Linked DNA regions of Danio rerio: regions 1, 2 and 4 are each linked to region 3. The links are chromatin contacts, called in public Hi-C and HiChIP or PLAC-seq maps. All regions are on one chromosome and are shown on one strand. Each heading gives the region's core, a stretch centred on a gene start, on an enhancer-like site or on the middle of the called end of the contact. The rest is flanking DNA. Distances are from core to core; before and after follow the strand shown. Region 1 holds the start of med13b (mediator complex subunit 13b). Region 2 holds the start of sytl2b (synaptotagmin-like 2b). Region 3 holds the start of dyrk1ab (dual-specificity tyrosine-(Y)-phosphorylation regulated kinase 1A, b). Region 4 holds the start of hspa8b (heat shock protein family A (Hsp70) member 8b).

Evidence for each region. Hi-C and Micro-C count contacts between places; a contact is called where the count stands out from the background. HiChIP or PLAC-seq counts read pairs in DNA pulled down with a chosen protein or histone mark.
Region 1: a contact with region 3 is called in a Hi-C map of hematopoietic stem cells, with 4 times the contacts expected there. The contact joins the promoter of med13b here to the promoter of dyrk1ab in region 3. A contact is called at or near these places in 1 of 18 Hi-C or Micro-C datasets (hematopoietic stem cells) and 1 of 4 datasets of contacts at active chromatin or transcription factors (embryo).
Region 2: a contact with region 3 is called in an H3K4me3 HiChIP or PLAC-seq map of gastrula embryo, with 3 times the contacts expected there. The contact joins the promoter of sytl2b here to the promoter of dyrk1ab in region 3. A contact is called at or near these places in 2 of 4 datasets of contacts at active chromatin or transcription factors (embryo and gastrula embryo).
Region 4: a contact with region 3 is called in an H3K4me3 HiChIP or PLAC-seq map of gastrula embryo, with 2.5 times the contacts expected there. The contact joins the promoter of hspa8b here to the promoter of dyrk1ab in region 3. A contact is called at or near these places in 1 of 18 Hi-C or Micro-C datasets (an unstated tissue) and 2 of 4 datasets of contacts at active chromatin or transcription factors (embryo and gastrula embryo).

What each region holds. Positions count from the first base shown.
Region 1 is chr15:22,579,425-22,582,124 of GRCz12tu, forward strand. med13b (mediator complex subunit 13b) reads right to left here and starts at 1,314. Exons shown (of 30, transcript NM_001083838.2): 1 at 686-1,314. The coding sequence starts at 754.
Region 2 is chr15:22,179,104-22,181,830 of GRCz12tu, forward strand. sytl2b (synaptotagmin-like 2b) reads right to left here and starts at 1,348. Exons shown (of 19, transcript XM_696185.11): 1 at 1,288-1,348.
Region 3 is chr15:22,338,352-22,341,051 of GRCz12tu, forward strand. dyrk1ab (dual-specificity tyrosine-(Y)-phosphorylation regulated kinase 1A, b) reads left to right here and starts at 1,396. Exons shown (of 11, transcript NM_001347831.1): 1 at 1,396-2,082.
Region 4 is chr15:22,131,461-22,134,224 of GRCz12tu, forward strand. hspa8b (heat shock protein family A (Hsp70) member 8b) reads right to left here and starts at 1,349. Exons shown (of 9, transcript NM_001200012.1): 1 at 1,065-1,349.

The DNA of each region.
Region 1 (2,700 bases), core at 64-2,563, 240 kb after region 3:
CAACATCACGTAAATATTTACCTTTTATGTCATAATTTTATTTACAAATTTATATTTTTACCACTCCATAAGCAAACCAAGAAATATATATATATATATATATATATATATATATATATATATATAAAAATCTGGCTACTATAGACTATATAAATAAATCTCTCTCTCAAAGCTATAAAAAGGATAAGAATATAATTGGGAAAGTTTAGTCATTGCAAGTGCTACTGAACTAAAAAATCCAGACTCCTTCTAAGAGGAAAATGTTTTGTAGATGAGAACTAAAAGACACTTGCGACGAGATAAACACTGAAAAGTAGTGGTTATGAAAGAAATCTCAAAATAACCAATTGTTATGCTTGCAGCGTCTTGATTTTGCACTGCTGCTGTTGTACATCATCACTTTCCCTGAAGCTGTTTTTCCACTTCAGAGATACTTCATGCCAACTACTTGTTCCAGTCAGTAAGTTCAGCAAGTGTTTACCAACGTTAGCAAACACGACCCAAATAACACAACAAAGCCGCATCCCACACGCAAACCTCCGTTTACACAACACCATAACACACCTGAACGCCTAACATACGTTTATAAAGCGGGTGTTTAGTTCGTATAAAGAGCAACAGGCCTCTGTTTGATTGACTGGCCGGCTAAAAATGGCTTCTGGCCCACAGTCAGTTGATCTCTTACCAGACAGAATAGATTGGAGTGGCAGTCCTCCAGGCTCGCCCCGTTGGGTACAAAACAAGAACTCATCATCAAAGCGCAGTCCGGCGAGCCATCCTCTCTTTCAGATCCCAGGAACAGATGATGCGATCGAGGCTTTTGGACCGGGTCTCCGTGTCTCGGACACAATCAGCAGGACGGCTCCGCGTCCAGCGAGCTAATTAGCTTAGCTCCGCTATTATTCCGCTAGAGGTTACTCGCTTACGTTACCAAGAAAAATGCGCTAAAAACTTTACCATGATCCGCGGCGAGATATGCTGTTCTCCCCGCGGATTTCGCTACATTAAATAATATGCAAGTACAGCAGTCCGAGGGGGTAGGGAGGTGAATTCAGCCCTCCCCCTTTAGCTTAGCCTAGCATCAGGCTAGCTGGATGTTAGCCTTGGCTAAGCGAGGCAGCAACAAACAGTTCAAGACAGAAGAGTTCAGCTGTAAATCTCGCTAAAATCACACTCTCCTCTTCAGGTCGTTGTCGGGCTGTCGTTGACGGCCATTCGCGAAGAAGTTGGTGATAAAAAGTGTAGCGTCGTGGATTAAAAAGCGCAGTTAAAAGAGGCTGTGCCGTGCAGCGCTCAGCTGTGTCTCACTGGTTTGTTTGAATACATTGGTCGCATCCTTTAATGGCGGCCACAGGGACACAACTCCACTACACTCGACTCCAGGCTGCTCTACTCTACTCTACTCGCCTGCGATTGGCAGCGCCGCGACTCGCGAGAGGAAAGAGTCGATGCTGGATTCCACAAAGATCCAAAAGAGTCGACTCATCACCAACAGAGCTGTCAAATCACTCCTTTTAGGGAAATAGATCTGTCTAACGCTGACCAAACATGTATACTTATTTAATGCTTAAAAGCAGTGTTGGGTAAACAAAAGATTATATATATATATATATATATATATATATATATATATATATATATATATATATATATATATATATATATATATATATATATATATATATATATATATATATATATATAGAGGGATGAATTATTTTTACCTTACAATATATTATAGCAATAACAATATATATATATATATATATATATATATATATATATATATATATATATATATATATATATATATATATATATATATATATATATATATATATATAAATATATATATTGCATTTTCAATCTAAAAAATAACTTACTTAGAAATAAGTTAACACATACTTTAACATTTCACATACTTAAAAATTAACTAAGTAACGCAAAGTAACCCAATATATATTGTTATATTGTTATATATATTGACTTGGGTGGAAAGAGGCAGTAAAATATTATTATAATTTTCAAAATTTCAATAGATCAAAAAAACAATGTGGTGATGAATAAATTCATATTAAATAAATACAAAGTTTAACCCTTTGATGCACAAGCTATGAAAACCCCTAAAAAAACTATCTAAAATTTTAGGTTATTTTATGCTTGGCTGAACTTCTTTTTTTACTTTTTAAATCAGTTTATTTCAGCATTAAATATTTCACAAGTATTAAAAATATCTTTTATTTCAGCGACCACAAATGAATACTCACATTTTTTGTGTTTGTTGATCAAGTTTACATACATCAGTCAAACATAATCCGTCTGTGCAATTGTGATAAGACAAATTTAATATTAATTATTTTAAAATGTATTAATTTGTTAAAAATATCATCACTGATAACCGATGACATACTAATTCATAACTGTATGAATTGGAGTGAAATGTATTTTTATACTTGAAAAACACGAGAACACCCCTCACAGAGCTCCCCTTTAAATGAATATTTTCTATAAGATGCTTTACAATAAAATACAATGAATGAGTACCAAAGCCGAAACTGGACCCAGTCTAACTAAAAAAAAAAAACTTGTAATAGACAGGAAAAATCAAGAGAAACATTAAATATAATTGTTTGCATTTTTTTTTGCAACAACTCATTTGAATTTAAATTAATTATTCTTGAATTCCTTAATAAATTACTA
Region 2 (2,727 bases), core at 98-2,597, 160 kb before region 3:
TTAGATCGAGCACATTTATGGAAAATTATTAAGTTTGCTATTGAACTGAAATTGCATAATGCTGATCCCACTTAGGGGTAATGTCAGGAAAATGGACTTAATATGTTCTATTAACATTATAAGATTATATCTATGTAGCTACAAACACACACACACACTGTGTGCATTTGTCTTTAAAAAAGTTCCTTACAAGACCATATGACTGTATTTATTGCTTAAGACACCAGCATGTCAAGTTAGCTCTGCAAATATTTGAAAACAGCTCACTGAGACACTATTTACTCTGGGTTACACCTTGATCAAAACAAGCCTTAAAGAAATGACAAAGGCAGCCTAATAACATTATACAAACAGCCATGACAATGAAATAGCAATGAGATTTAAATACTTTACACTGGTTAGGAGCTTAATAAGCATGGGTAACTGAAATGCAAGTTCTTTAATGTGAAGTCTGCAATTATGATTAAGCATTTGGTAGAATGAGAGAAAATAAAACATATTTAGCTCATCAGTAAAGGGTTTAACATGCTGATTGATTGGCAATATTTGTTGCTGTAATTCCACATCCTGAATCCTGTGTCTGACTGAAGACGTTTTGGCTCATCAAATGAAGCTCTTCATTGCAAATTGCATTAGGGTGAATTAAATTTAATAAGTTCTTAAGAGGCAAACTGCAGTTTTTGAAAAGCAGCAGGCCTATATTTTACATATCAACTTTAAGTCGCACTTTTGGCCATTTGTTTCTTCTGTTCATGCCAATTTAACCACAATGAGCCCTTTAGAGCTTCAAGAGTTTATCAGTTGACTTCTTGAACTTGTAATTGAATTTAATAAACAGGATAATGTGGTGTAGTCCTGTTTGCGATGGTAAAAGCACAGCTGTCTCGGGATTCATGTGCTTTCAGTTTGTTTTTTGTTGAATTGTACTGTTATAATGCATTAACATTATAAACGCAATGGAACCATAAGTATCTTAATGAACCTATACATTAACTAACTTTAGTTAATTAAGTTAAATTGTGTTCCACCATTCATTTGAAAATAGTTTCGGTAATCCCTCAAAATCAACCAGAGAGTACTTCTCTCACATTAAAAACTATGTAAATATATAGGCTACTTTTGTAGCTTTATCTCAGTCTATCGATCAAGACACGTCATATATTTTACGCAAGACCCAATAGCACAACGACAGCGTTGGATAATTTATATTCACACACTTAACTTAAAAAGTAAAGTCGATTCAAGCTTAACGACAGGTGTATATCCATTAGAAAGGCGTTAGCTTACCTTGTTTCCGTGGCAGAACTTCTGGAGCGCTTCACTGACGCGCAGCTCAGAGCACATCTTCACCCGTTGAGCGAACCGTCCCGAAGGGTTGAACGCAGTCTTGACGTTGAATACCTGTCGACCAATCAGAGACTAAGTTTGTGCGTTCGACGCGACGCGTGATGTGCGTAGTGCGCCTCAGCACCTTGCGCAAAGAAAACGCATTGTGTTGCCCGAAAGTATAATGTAAGCCATATAGAATAATAAAGCCAATTATTACGTAATTTATAAGCCATTTAAAGTGCTCAGTCTTGTTAAATATATTGTTCTTTTAAAACTGAGGTAAAATACCTGTCAAAATTTGCTCACCCTTCACTCTTCTAAACATGTCTGACTTGGCTGCATTCTTGTTAAACACAAAAGAAGTTATTTCGAAGAAAGCTGGGAAAACATGTAATCGTAGACTTCTATAGGATTTGTTTTTCCTGCTTGGGGAGGAAAATAGGAAAGTCTTCTTTTGTGCTCAACAGAATAAAGAAGAAACTCACAGGTTTGGAACTACTTGCGGGTGGTAAACTATATGAGTTATATATTTGTTTTATGAATGGATAACTATTCTGTTTTTACATTTAAGTAAGAAAATTATACATTCTTGTTACATTTATTATGTTTGTTTAATATTCCACAACATAATAGGCACCTCATGTAAAACGGAGATACTTTTTTTCACCTTAATAATCTATTTAATTCTGTGTAATTTATAGTGCTCAGATTAATGTGTAAGCCTACTGCTGTTATGCAACTTATGCAAGTTTATTTAGTTTATTTTTTTTTTGCTGAATTCTGATATACAACAAAACTGAGTGTTCCTATTGCAGTGACCACTTTTTTAACCTCTCAGAAAAAAAAATTGTTTAAGTCACTCAGAATTCAATTCACTATTAATAATTCACACCAACAATGATACAGCGTAGTTTGAAATTAACTTTGGAGCAGTGGAAGATTGTCACGTAATAAGTCTTTTACTTCAGATAGCCATGCACATCTGCACCATTTACCAGGAGAAGTGATGGCACCATTATACACTGTGGGACAATGGCAAGCCAATAGAGGGAGCCTGGTGATGGCAGTGTCCTGCGGCAAACCCTGGTCGGCTCATCATATTTATGCTACTTACCTAAGCATGGTTTCAGACCAGGTAAACCCCCTTCAGGACAGTGGTGTTCTCTGGTGGATGTGGCCTCTTTCAGGATAGTGTGGTCTGCCACAATATACAGTACATGTTGTTTTGGAAAGGTTGAATAGTTGTAGGTTTTGCTTTGGCCTCCGAATTCCCATGGTAATAATTACACAAGTTTGATCTTTGGTGGCTTCACCCTAAAACCTACTTGAAGGATCTGCTTAGACAATTTTGGTTCCAGACCTAACAGCACACCTCCAGGTTTTGGCAGTTGAGTGGCA
Region 3 (2,700 bases), core at 146-2,645:
AATTGAAATGCTTATAAAGTAAAGACATCTGTTTACAATTCTGTTTAATTTACTGAAATAATATTTAGCCATTGTACTGCAACGTTTAGCTAGTCTATAGCCATTCGTGTTCTACTAACACATTAGCCAACAAACTGTTAGCAGAAGGAAATGGATATTTCAGCCCAGGAGGAACAAACTACGTACCACAGTTCCTATGACTTTAGGTTTTTGCTTTAATGCACTTGTTTCTTTTAGATCGGTTTCACAGAAAACAAAACTTCTTAACTAACATAGTTTTGCTTTTGAAATAATTTAAGAATTTGTAAACATTTGCACTAGAAAATATGATGTGAAGCTGAACAACATGTTTTATGTGTGATCAGAAGCTACAGTAAAGGGTACTTCCATATTCTAGTGTTTGGGAGTATAATTAGATCTATTATTTATTTATTTATTTAATTAATTCCTTTTTGGGGGTTTGGGAAGGAACTTTTGGTTCCCAAAAACAATGGTATACAAAACTTTATATAGTGGGATTATAAAGGAATCCACCGTGTTTGTTGAGTAGTGGTCTTTTTGAAACAACAACAACAACATTAAACCTGCGGAAAATATGTATGGGGCTAAGGTGGTTTTTACATTTTTTACTTCTGTTGTTGTCTTGATGAGTGTTGTTATTGGGTGGTGGTTGTATGTATGGAATTGTTGTCTTAAATCCAGTGTTACAGACAAATTTCCTTTCTGTGCCAAGCAGAACGCACAATAAAAAGTTTAAAGTTTAAAGGTAAAAACTGTTAAACTGGTGTTTTAAAACATTAATGTTACAAAATTTTGAGTAATTTATCACATGCATGTTTTGCTGAAATAAACTATTCAAGCAATTAATGAATAAATAAACAGGTTTTGAGGTTAGGCCATGGTTTTGCTTTAACAACCATATTAATTTGTAGCTACTAAAACTGGTACACAAATAAGGCAAAATTTCTATTCAATATCAACACATTAGCCAAACTATAGTCCAACCCAAACATAGGCTACTTGGTTTTTAATCATCTTTAAAAACTGCAAATATCAATTCTGATGTTTTAAAGCATAACTGATATACTAAAGTCCCTTTATGGTATTTGCTGATAACAAATTGTATAACGTTACATTTTTAGTGTGCTTGGGTTGATTCAAACATTTTGCAGTTGATTTTCAAAAACTTTGTGCAAGCTATTAATAGAAAAAAAATTAAATGCAGGCCAAACTGTGTATCTTTTAGCGAAATGATTAAACTATTGTGTTCTGTATGACAGTTCTACTTGACTGACACAACCTTTACTGCTCCCCTCCTACGAATCGTCATCTGAGCATCCGGGTACTAGGCTGCTTGATTGACAGTTGCCATAGCAACAGGCCAGGCTGTCGCCATTTTGTCAGTTGCTTTTTTAATCTTTCAAATGTTTTCGCTTCCCGCCGGAATAATGCAGTCACGCGCTCCTAACAGTGACAGTTTCGAAAAGCCTTCGCCAACCGGGTCGGACTAAAAACCACATCGGGGACAAAGAATCGGAATGTCTGGAGTATATTTGGTGGGCTAGTAGTCCGTGTCTCGGGTCCGCCGGGCCGGTCCGCTGCGCAGGTTTGGAACGCGCGCCATTTTGTGAAAACTGACAGAAAATCTTAACGGGTTTTGTTCACATTTTTACGCAGCTCTTTTTACGGCATCCTCACGCCGTTGTTTTTTCGCGACTAATTTTGCCTTTGAACCCCGTTAATTCGCGTCTCCGCCTCTCCAGGAGCGAAGAATCTTCAATGCGCGTTTCCGAGCGCTAGCTGGTTAGCTGCGTTCGTTCAAGTCACTGAGACAGAGCGCTAACTAGCCGCTAGCCTTCACTTCACCACTTATAAACCATGATCAACGCACAAATGAAGTCTGACACGGGCAAACACGAACTGGAAAGACGCTGTTGTACCTGTCAGCTCAAATAGGAAGGCGTTTAGCCCCGTCTGGCTCAGTACATTAGGGGTGTCTTATTGGAAGCAGCGTAGAGAAACTGGATCAGTCGCTTTACCTTACTGGATCTGGGACTTTAAATGAAGATCACACCATTAAAGGTGAGTCTTTGACATTTGTGGAGGTCTAAATGGATCATATAGCCTCTGTGGATTTGTTTACAAACTGTGAATGGTGGAAGCTACAGGCTAGGATTATTCGGCCTAACGGCTAGCCGATTAATAACTTTCTTCTGTTAGTTAGCGATCATTGTTAGCTCGTCCGATCACCTCCGCGTGCTTTTACACTCCCCCTAAGCATTTGCACAAGTTTTAGGATAACGTTAGCCTGTTAGTGGTCAAACCGGTAACGCAACCCGTGTGTAGCAACACTAACGTTAGGTCAGCTTGTTAGAGCAAACGTCGTGTGTGTTTTGCTAAGCCTAGTGATTTTATACACCATCAGAAAGTCGGCCAGCTGGTGATTAGAGAAGTGTAACTTAACGTTATGATCACATCATCTGTCTGATGGGAGTGTTTGGTTGGTAACGCTGCTGGTGATGAGGATGATGATGGCGATGATGATGAAGCCCCATGACTAGCGTGTTGTCAGTTAGCCATCAGGCTGGTTTCCTGTCGGGGGAGGGGGGGCTGACATTAGCCAGCGATGTGATGCCTAACCATAGTTATCCAGCAAACATTGCTCAGTCATGTAGTACGTTACGAGTTTAGACTTTTGCG
Region 4 (2,764 bases), core at 99-2,598, 210 kb before region 3:
TTAAAATTAAACTATAAGCAATTAAGATTTTTTCATTTTTAATCTAAGAAGATTTAATATAATCCAATAGATTTGTTCAATGTATCCTTCATCTAATGATCCCAGATGTAGTTGACTTTTCTCTTCTGTAGGATACAGAAGGTTATTTTGTATTTATTTATATTAGCTTTTCTAACGGACTTGCATACAAATCCCTGAAGACCTCCATTTCAGTGTTAAGATATATATAATGTCATGCTCTACTCATGAAAAGGGATCTAGAATGACCTCTTGATTTTTTGTAAAACTCTTTCTTTCACTGCATCCTGATAAAAAATGTATTTACTTTTATTTAAAATGCATCTCGTTTTTAGCTTGAACTTCAAACTTTGTTTCCTAACTTGAACACATTTAACTTTATTTTGGCACTGTTTTTTTTCTCTCTATGATAAATCAGTGTTATTTTCTGGTCGCTTTGGATAAACGTTTGCCCTGTTTGCTCCGAGATGAGTCCAAACTATTATGCAACATCCGTGATTTCCATAAGTATTGTAGGATTTTAAGAGTTGGAAGTGACCGATTATAGATACTGGAATGATTTTCCAGAACATTCAATGGGATAAAGTACCGTTATTAAGCGCGTGCGCACGCAAAACCTTTCGAAAACGTTCAAATACCACAAATTCTTAACGTTCGAGAACATTCCGTATAATTATTGACGGTTTGTGAGCAAACTGATTTAATGTTTGCAAACTATTTAATGTTTGCAGTGCCTGAATAACACATTAACATAAACACACATCGCTCAAAACATGAAACTTTTGTTTTCAGATTATTTTCTCGTCCTCGAGCAGATGTTGCGAAAATGACAGCGTCACTCACTTTCACTGTTTACAATGACATTAGGTTTATGTGAAATGGTGATTTTCATAGCAATTTTATAATAACAACAAAAGCCCATTAAGATGCTAAGTAACTATCGGATTGCAGCTAATTTTATGTATCAGTCAGCGTAATAGCATGCATAAATGACTGTTAAAGTTTCAATGCATGACAATAATATTAAAAATCAAAATACTTCTCACCAGTAATACTGCCGAGTCTGTGAATCACCTGTGGTGTAGCAGCTCGAGAAATGCGCACACGAGTTCTGTCTGGCAGCAGAAGAGAGCTGTGATGCGTTTTAACACTTCCAGAGAACAGTCCAGAACATGAACCGAGCACTGCAGCCAATCACATCATCGGAACTTTTCCCTGCTGAAGTCAGCCTATAAACGTGCAGAATGTTCTAAAAGAATCGATCCACGGAGTCCCAGAACATTCCAGACTGTTTAAAGAAGTGATGGGAGAAACGATGATTCAGTCCAAACACTGCATGGTATTGACGCCTGCTGGACAGAACGGTGTAATGCAACAAAGCTCAGGCCAAACCTATGGGCCAACATGCGCAAAGGCAGCTTTATTCACTGCATATAAAAAAAATCTAAATTATCCTATTACATGCAATTAAGGAATCATTTATTGGCGTCAAACAAACAAACAAACGTCTGTACAAAGTACTGAAAAAGTACAAAGTACACTGTTTTTTGCAGGGCTGCTTTATTTGTTGAAATGAAAGTTCAGCTAAATAAGCTACTTTTATTACCATTCATTCTAGTCCCAAATCAGAAAAGGTTGGGACAGTATGGAAAACGCAAATAAAAAAAGAAGGTAGGGATTCTACATTTATTTTGACTTGTATTTTATTGCAGCCAATTCAACAAACATTTAATTTGTTTGTCATGGTATTTATAGTTGTTGTTTATTTTTAGTTTAGTTTTGTTTTGTTTTCAAAATAAATACATGTTCCAATTTAGATTATTTTTACATGTTTCAAAAAAGTTGGAACAGTTATGCATTTACCACTATGTAATATTGCCATTCCTTTTCACAACACTTAAAAGATGTTCATAGACTGACATGAAGTGTTGAAGTGTTTCCGGAATAATTTTGTCTCATTTTTCTTGCAAACAAGTCTTAAAGTAGGCAACAGTACGGGATCTTTGTTGTCTCATTTTGCACTTTAAAATGTGCCACACATTCTCTATTGGAGACAGGACAGGACTGCAGGCAGGTCAGTTAAGCACCTGTATCCCCTTCCTCCACAACCAGGACTTTGTAATGTATGCAGAATTTGGTTTTGCAGTGTCTTGTTGAAATATGCATGGGCCTCCTGGAAAAGAAGGCAGCATATTGTGCTCCAACATCTCTATATTTTTCACTATTAATGGTGCCATCACAGAAGTCCAAGTTACCTTTGCCAAGGGCACTGACAGCACCCCATACCATGACGCACCTTGGCTTTTGGACTTTTTGTTGGTAACAGACTGAATGATTCTTTTCTTCTTTGGTCCAGAGCACACATTGTCCATTACTCCCAAAAATACCTGAAATACTGATTCATCTAATCACAGGCACATTTTCATTGTGTGGTGGTTCATCCCAGATTACACCAAGTCCACGGCGCTTCTGGACATGTAAGAAAATAGGTAATGGGACAAACCGACACAAAATCAAATAGATTGTTGTCAGACTTGATGCTTTGTGCAGATGTGCTGTTCTTGTCACAACCAGTTTGTCATTTCTTAATAGGTTTGTTTTTATTTACTGATTTGATGCTAGTTTTTTGATTCTTCAAAGAAGGTTCTGAGAACATGTCAAATACCCCATGGAAACCTTTCAGGTTTGTTCTAAAAACCTTCTGAGAATGCACAGATAACTTCCAAGAACTTTGTGGAAACCTTCT